Regions from separate parts of the Sus scrofa genome. Here region 2 is linked to region 1. The links are chromatin contacts, called in public Hi-C maps. All regions are on one chromosome and are shown on one strand. Each heading gives the region's core, a stretch centred on a gene start, on an enhancer-like site or on the middle of the called end of the contact. The rest is flanking DNA. Distances are from core to core; before and after follow the strand shown. Region 1 holds the start of CAV1 (caveolin 1). Region 2 has its middle 52 kb from the start of TES.

Evidence for each region. A called contact is a pair of places that touch in the nucleus more often than the background predicts.
Region 2: a Hi-C map of embryonic fibroblasts shows a contact between it and region 1, with 2.2 times the contacts expected there. The contact joins the enhancer-like site here to the promoter of CAV1 in region 1. A contact is called at or near these places in 3 of 5 promoter capture datasets (fetal liver, fetal skeletal muscle and liver), 17 of 47 Hi-C or Micro-C datasets (embryonic fibroblasts, epiblast stem cells, fetal heart ventricle and 9 more) and 1 of 2 datasets of contacts at active chromatin or transcription factors (skeletal muscle).

What each region holds. Positions count from the first base shown.
Region 1 is chr18:29,681,135-29,683,955 of Sscrofa11.1, reverse strand. CAV1 (caveolin 1) reads left to right here and starts at 1,505. Exons shown (of 4, transcript NM_001348935.1): 1 at 1,505-1,594. The coding sequence starts at 1,565.
Region 2 is chr18:29,883,095-29,886,096 of Sscrofa11.1, reverse strand. No RefSeq gene overlaps it. Among named protein-coding and RNA genes, the nearest start is that of TES, 52 kb to the left of the region's middle. Within about 2 kb of position 1,361, at least 18 of the 83 cell types and tissues checked have an H3K27ac peak or open chromatin away from gene starts, as enhancers often do. A contact at or near this core is called in embryonic fibroblasts, omental adipose tissue, skeletal muscle and 1 more, where this site is marked.

The DNA of each region.
Region 1 (2,821 bases), core at 256-2,755:
TTCCATCCTCTATTTCCCCTCTCCTCCTTTTATGCCCACCCTCGTACTCCCTTTTCTAGACTGCCAGTAATTTTAATGTATCCTGTGCCCTTTCAAGTATGGTCCCAGCTTTTTCATTTCAAGTCATAATTTGACTTTTTTTTTTTTTTTTTTTTTTTGTCTTTTTGCTATTTCTTCGGGCCGCTCCCGCGGCATATGGAGGTTCCCAGGCTAGGGGTCTAATCGGAGCTGTAGCCACTGGCCTAGGCCAGAGCCACAGCAACTCGGGATCCAGCCGTGTCTGCAACCTACACCACAGCTCACGGCAACGCCGGATCGTTAGCCCACTGAGTAAGGGCAGGGACCGAACCTGCAACCTCATGGTTCCTAGTCGGATTCGTTAACCACTGCGCCACGACGGGAACTCCATAATTTGACTTTTGATTGCATGTGGAATGTAATGTAAAATGTCCTTTCCATTTTTGGATAGTGAATTTCCTTATTATTGCCACAAAGTAAAAGGACCGATTCAATTCATTTTGTGCTGCATTATCATAAGGTAAAGAGAGAAGCCCTCAATTTGGGAACAGATAAAATACTTTAATTGCTAACAACTTTTTAAACATTCTAATTAATTATTAGAAAAAACAAGCCTCCCTTAACTCACAGCCAAGCACATTTTTAAAAATGAACCTTCTCTGGTAAACTGGAAACAATCAAATATTTGTATAATTGTAAATGTTTTATGTATTAACCTGTTGGCACAAATCTCTGTTCCAGAAAAAAAAATAGTGATAATATTACGAAAGTTAAACATTTTTGCTTTTTATTTCAAAGCATTTGGGAAGCATTTCAGAAATGGTTGGGAATTGTTAAATTCTGCCTGCCTGCTTCTCCAAGTTTCCGTCCACACAGTGGAGATATAAACCAGTGTCACCAAAAGTTCGCCCCCCACACACACCCCACAGATTCCTTCCTTGTGTTTAGATGTGAAATGTACCTAAAAGTTCCCTGACATTTTTCATCCCTTCCTCTGTGAAAAGAGGAGACAGTTGTGTCTTAAGCAGCGATGGAACTTGGGCAGCATGAAGACAAATGGCTTAGAAGAGGGCAGAATTCTTCCTGAAGCTTGGGTGCCCATACTAGGCATATCGGCAGGGAGTCAACTCCCTCTGCTCCCCACCCCTGCTGGGATGATGCACTGCGAAAACATCTGCCCGCCTCAGAATGCCTCTCAGTGGCTTACAGCTGGAAAAATGTTGCCCCAGGTTTAAAATATCTGCCAAAGCAACCCAGTGCGAGTGAAACGCTTTCTCATTGCTCTTAGCTCCCTACGGGCGCTCCCGCCCTCTGCTGCCAGAACCTTGGGGATGTGCCTAGACCCGGCACAGAGCACATCCCCGCCAACCGCGAGCAGAACAAACCCTTGGCCGATTGCCAAGAGGCTCCCTCCCAGCCACCGCCCCCCCCCCGCCAGTGCCTCCCCCCCCGCCCCCCATACAATACAAGATCTTCCTTCCTCAGTTCCTTTAAATCACAGCCCAGGGAAATCTCCTCAGAGCCTTCATCCAGCCACGGGGCCAGAATGTCGGGGGGCAAATACGTAGACTCAGAGGTAGGATTGGGTGGGTGCGCTCTCGGCTCGGGCTCGCTCGCAAGGAGCGCTGCTTCTGCTATCTCCCACTCCAAATAGTCGAACTGCTTTGCTTGCCCCAGCTCTCTCTCGACTTTGGAGCACTCGCGCTGGCATTGCAGAGGAATGGGCCTGGGCGGGGAGGTGAAGAGGAGGCAGGAATGTTTTATTATGTTTTCTATTAGGAAGGGAGACCCTAAGCTAGAAGATCGCGGAAGAGATGGTGCTTGAGGTCCTGAAGTTAGGTCTGCCGAACCGACGAAGCGTTTCTGAATGGCTCAGGGGTGCTGACTTAATGCGGGGACCCTCATGGTCTGGCCCCTGCCTGCTGGGAGGCGGAGAGCTAGAGCGCTGGGTGGGAGGTTATTCACCCGCAGTCCTGGGGACAATCCCCGCCAGGCGCCTGCACCAGCTGGCCCGGGCAGCGGGCGCGCGTCCTGTTTGCACTTTCCGAACCTCTTGGGCCACCTCAAGAACTCTTCCCGCATATCGGTGCCTTGCAGGGGTGTCGGGAGAGGGGCACACCTCCCTTCCCCCTGACACTATCTCCCTCCCTAACACTGTCTCCCTCCCTTTCCAACCACCTCCTGGCGCTCGGGCTCCGCCTGGGTGTGGAGACCTCGTTTTCCCAAAAGCAGCCGCTGTGCAGCGACCGGCCGACTGCATAGGAGTGACCTAAGGGTGGGTGGGGGAAGCTGTGCAGGTGAGATACTGTTCTAGAGGAGTTTAGGGGGTCTGACACTCGGCTCCGCACAAAGACTGGGGATGCACAAAGACTGGGGAGTGGAGGGAGCTGCTGAGGGACCTAGAGCGAAGAGGGAGAATGAAATACGCGGGCAGATGCAAGGGAGGTGAGACGCAGCCAGGCAGCAACGAAAATAAAGTCACTCCGTGGGACCGGAGGTTCAAAAGGGATCTTAAGGATGAAACTAGAAGGGATTATGGAGAGAAAGGAAATGGGGGCCAGGGACGCGAGCAGGTGAAGCACTCGGGAGAGGGTGGCGTGTCGGAGAGAGAGGCTGAAGAAAAGTCAGTCAGGTCCTCTCCCTTGTGGGGGTCTCGGCGGGGTGCTGCGGGCAAGGGCTTGCACAGAGCTGGGGCCAGGGCTGACCGGGCAGCGGAGTTTGTCCTGACCCCTGGCGGTGGCGGGCGGGGGAGGCAGGAGCTCCCTGCCTGGTACCGAGGGGTGTGGTGTCCTCTCCTCGATCC
Region 2 (3,002 bases), core at 112-2,611, 200 kb before region 1:
ACAGAGCTAGTCACTGTTCTAAATATTTTATACATATACACTCAATCCTCATAACCATTTCAGGTAGTTCCTTTTATTACATCATGTGGAAGATAAGGAAACTGGAAAAAGTGGAATTATGCAAATTTGGCCCAAGCTACAGAGCTAGGAAGGGAAAAAACTGGAATTTGAATTCTGGCCATCCAGCCCCAAGGTCTGAGTTCTTCTTCACTTCACCATGGTCCTACAGTGAGGACGTATCTCTTCCCTTTCATGTAAACTATGACAGGACCACATAAACATAGTTGTCCATGGCTTGTCTGCTCTTGCACAGGGATTTCTCCCATGTACCTTTGCATCTTCCAAAAGCTTTAACCCATCCTTTAGAGAAAGTTCTCTCCTTAACGAGTTGCTCCACATCACATTGATTCTTGGCCTTGCAGCCAGCAGCAGCTCCATGTCAGCCTGCTAAAGACAAAACCCTTTCTGTTTCTCAACCAAATCCCTCATATTTTGAGTTGAAAACAAGAACTGCCCTACTGAGGTGCCAAGGGAAACATTCTTACGTTATGAACTGTTTCTAACAAATGTTTTGGAGATTTTAAAGGGACAGCTTTCTAAATATCTGAGACATTTGCAAACAAACCAGAAACACAGGCCAGCTTTGCAGCCCAAGTATTGACTCTGGGTTGTATAATCTTTCTGAGAGGAGCTATTGCAATGCCCAATTATCAATTGTCCAATGATAACAAATGTTTTCTAGGATTGAAGTAATCAGAGTAATCTAGGTCTTTGATTTTGAAATGTGCATTGTTAATATAATTTTGGCATTCTTTAGCAGAGTTCAAAGTGGAATCAAAAATTTATATTTATAAAGTTTATAATCATTCCACAAAGCTCAAGACGTTTGGCAGTGCTCAGGAAACTTAAAAAGAGTAATAAAAGATTGCCATGAGGAATTCAAAACTGCCTTGTATGGTAATGCCGATTCAAACCACCACATAGCTCAGCACTGTAAGTTCAGCTGTAGTTTTAGAAATGGATCAGTGTGTAGCTGCAGTAGTTGCTAACATAGTGGCTTTCCTGTTAAGGATAAAGAAGGGATTTTGGAAAATTTACAGTTAATGTCTCAGTTTTGAAAACATATTGGAGAAATGAGAGAGAGAGAGAAAAACAAACAGAGAGAACTTTTCAATTTTTGGTTCCATTTACTAAGTATTTATTAGCTCCTTCAACTTTTCTTCAGCACCAGCAGCTCTGCCTTGCCTTGTAATTGTAAACTGCACATTTTTTTTAATTCCAACCTGGCATGCACACTGTGTTCCTGCCCAGCCCAAGCTCCTTCTGAATCCTGGCGTTCCAAACCCGGCTCTCCCAAGCTCTTGCTTTGTTGGCAGCCAGCAAAAGGGGTTTCCTTATGAATCATAGTGTGTGGGGAGGCTGAGTGGTATACCCTTCACTTATGCCATAATCTGTATGGAATGTATTTGAAATAGAAGACAGAAATCTAGAGTTTAGTTCAACATCTGACTTCAAGCACATTCTCAAATAATTGGAGTGCAATACGGAAAACTCGCTGTGTCTCCACTGCCATGGAAAAGTTTAGTCCCATTAACATTGTCTCCAAAGGGACAGGAACTAAGTTGTACACTTTTGGGCTCCAAGATCTCTGACTAGGAAGGAGTCCGCTTCCTGACCCTTTAAGATGACCTAGCTTTCCTATTCAGTTAGTATACTTTTATTCTGTCCTAAGGTGAACTGAAGTAAAAAGGCATGTGGTTGAGAACACACAGTTGCCATAGAAAAAACTTTTCATCAGTTCTACTGAACAAGTATAAACTCTTTTAACTGCAAGAAGAAGGGTAAAGAATAGTACAAAATAGGTGTGTTTTTAAAAGTCAGAATAGACATGAAAACATGTTCCCACAACCAGTCATCACCTGTTTATGTTACAATGAAGAAAATGGGCTTACTTATAAGCAATATGCACTTATCTGGCAAAACAAATTATTAGTTATCAAGTTCTAAATTTCACTTCAAAGAAACTAGATACACTGCACTAAACAAATCTTTTTTTTTCCTTAATTGCACTAAATACCCAAATATCTTAAATGAAAAAAAAAAAAAAAAAAAAAAAAGACTAGCGAAGGCATTCTGAATAAACAGGAAACTGCAAATTTTTTATCTATAAGCCATGATTTTCCCCCAAAGCTAAAATGTGTCAAACTTCCATATTCTCCCAAACTATAGTGAACATCATGTTTCAGAAATGTAAAATGCATGTATGTCACAAAGTTTTCTCAATATTATGATCATAATTTCTTAATCCACAAATCTTATAAATGGAAGTAAGTCTGACACCTGCTGATTTTGATTAATACTCAAAGAAATGGGAGTTCCCGTCGTGGCGCAGTGGTTAACGGATCCGACTAGGAACCATGAGGTTGCGGGTTCGGTCCCTGGCCTTGCTCAGTGGGTTAACGATCCGGCGTTGCCGTGAGCTGTGGTGTAGGTTGCAGACGCGGCTCGGATCACACGTTGCTGTGGCTCTGGCGTAGGCCGGTGGCTACAGCTCCGATTCAACCCCTAGCCTGGGAACCTCCATATGCCTCGGGAGCGGCCCAAGAAATAGCAACAACAACAACAAAAGACAAAAAATAAAAATAAATAAATAAATAAATAAAAAATACTCAAAGAAATGAGTCATTACTTTATTCATATGCCTTGTAACATGTATTTCCAAATAAAAGTGAGCAATGTGAGAAAAGAGGAATGAATAATAAATAATTTATTTTGAATAATCATAATTTTGGCTTCACACAAAAGCCCTTTAAGTTTCAATCATCTGAAACAACCACTGGGTATGGCTGATGTCAGCAGTCTCATCATTATGTAAAAAATATCAAACCTCTTTTCACTCATTTATTCAACAATCAGTCACTCAGGACTTACCAAATTCTGTGATGTTTACAAGGTGCACAAGGAGCCCATAAACTCAAGAACTCCCCATGTGGGGAGAAAGA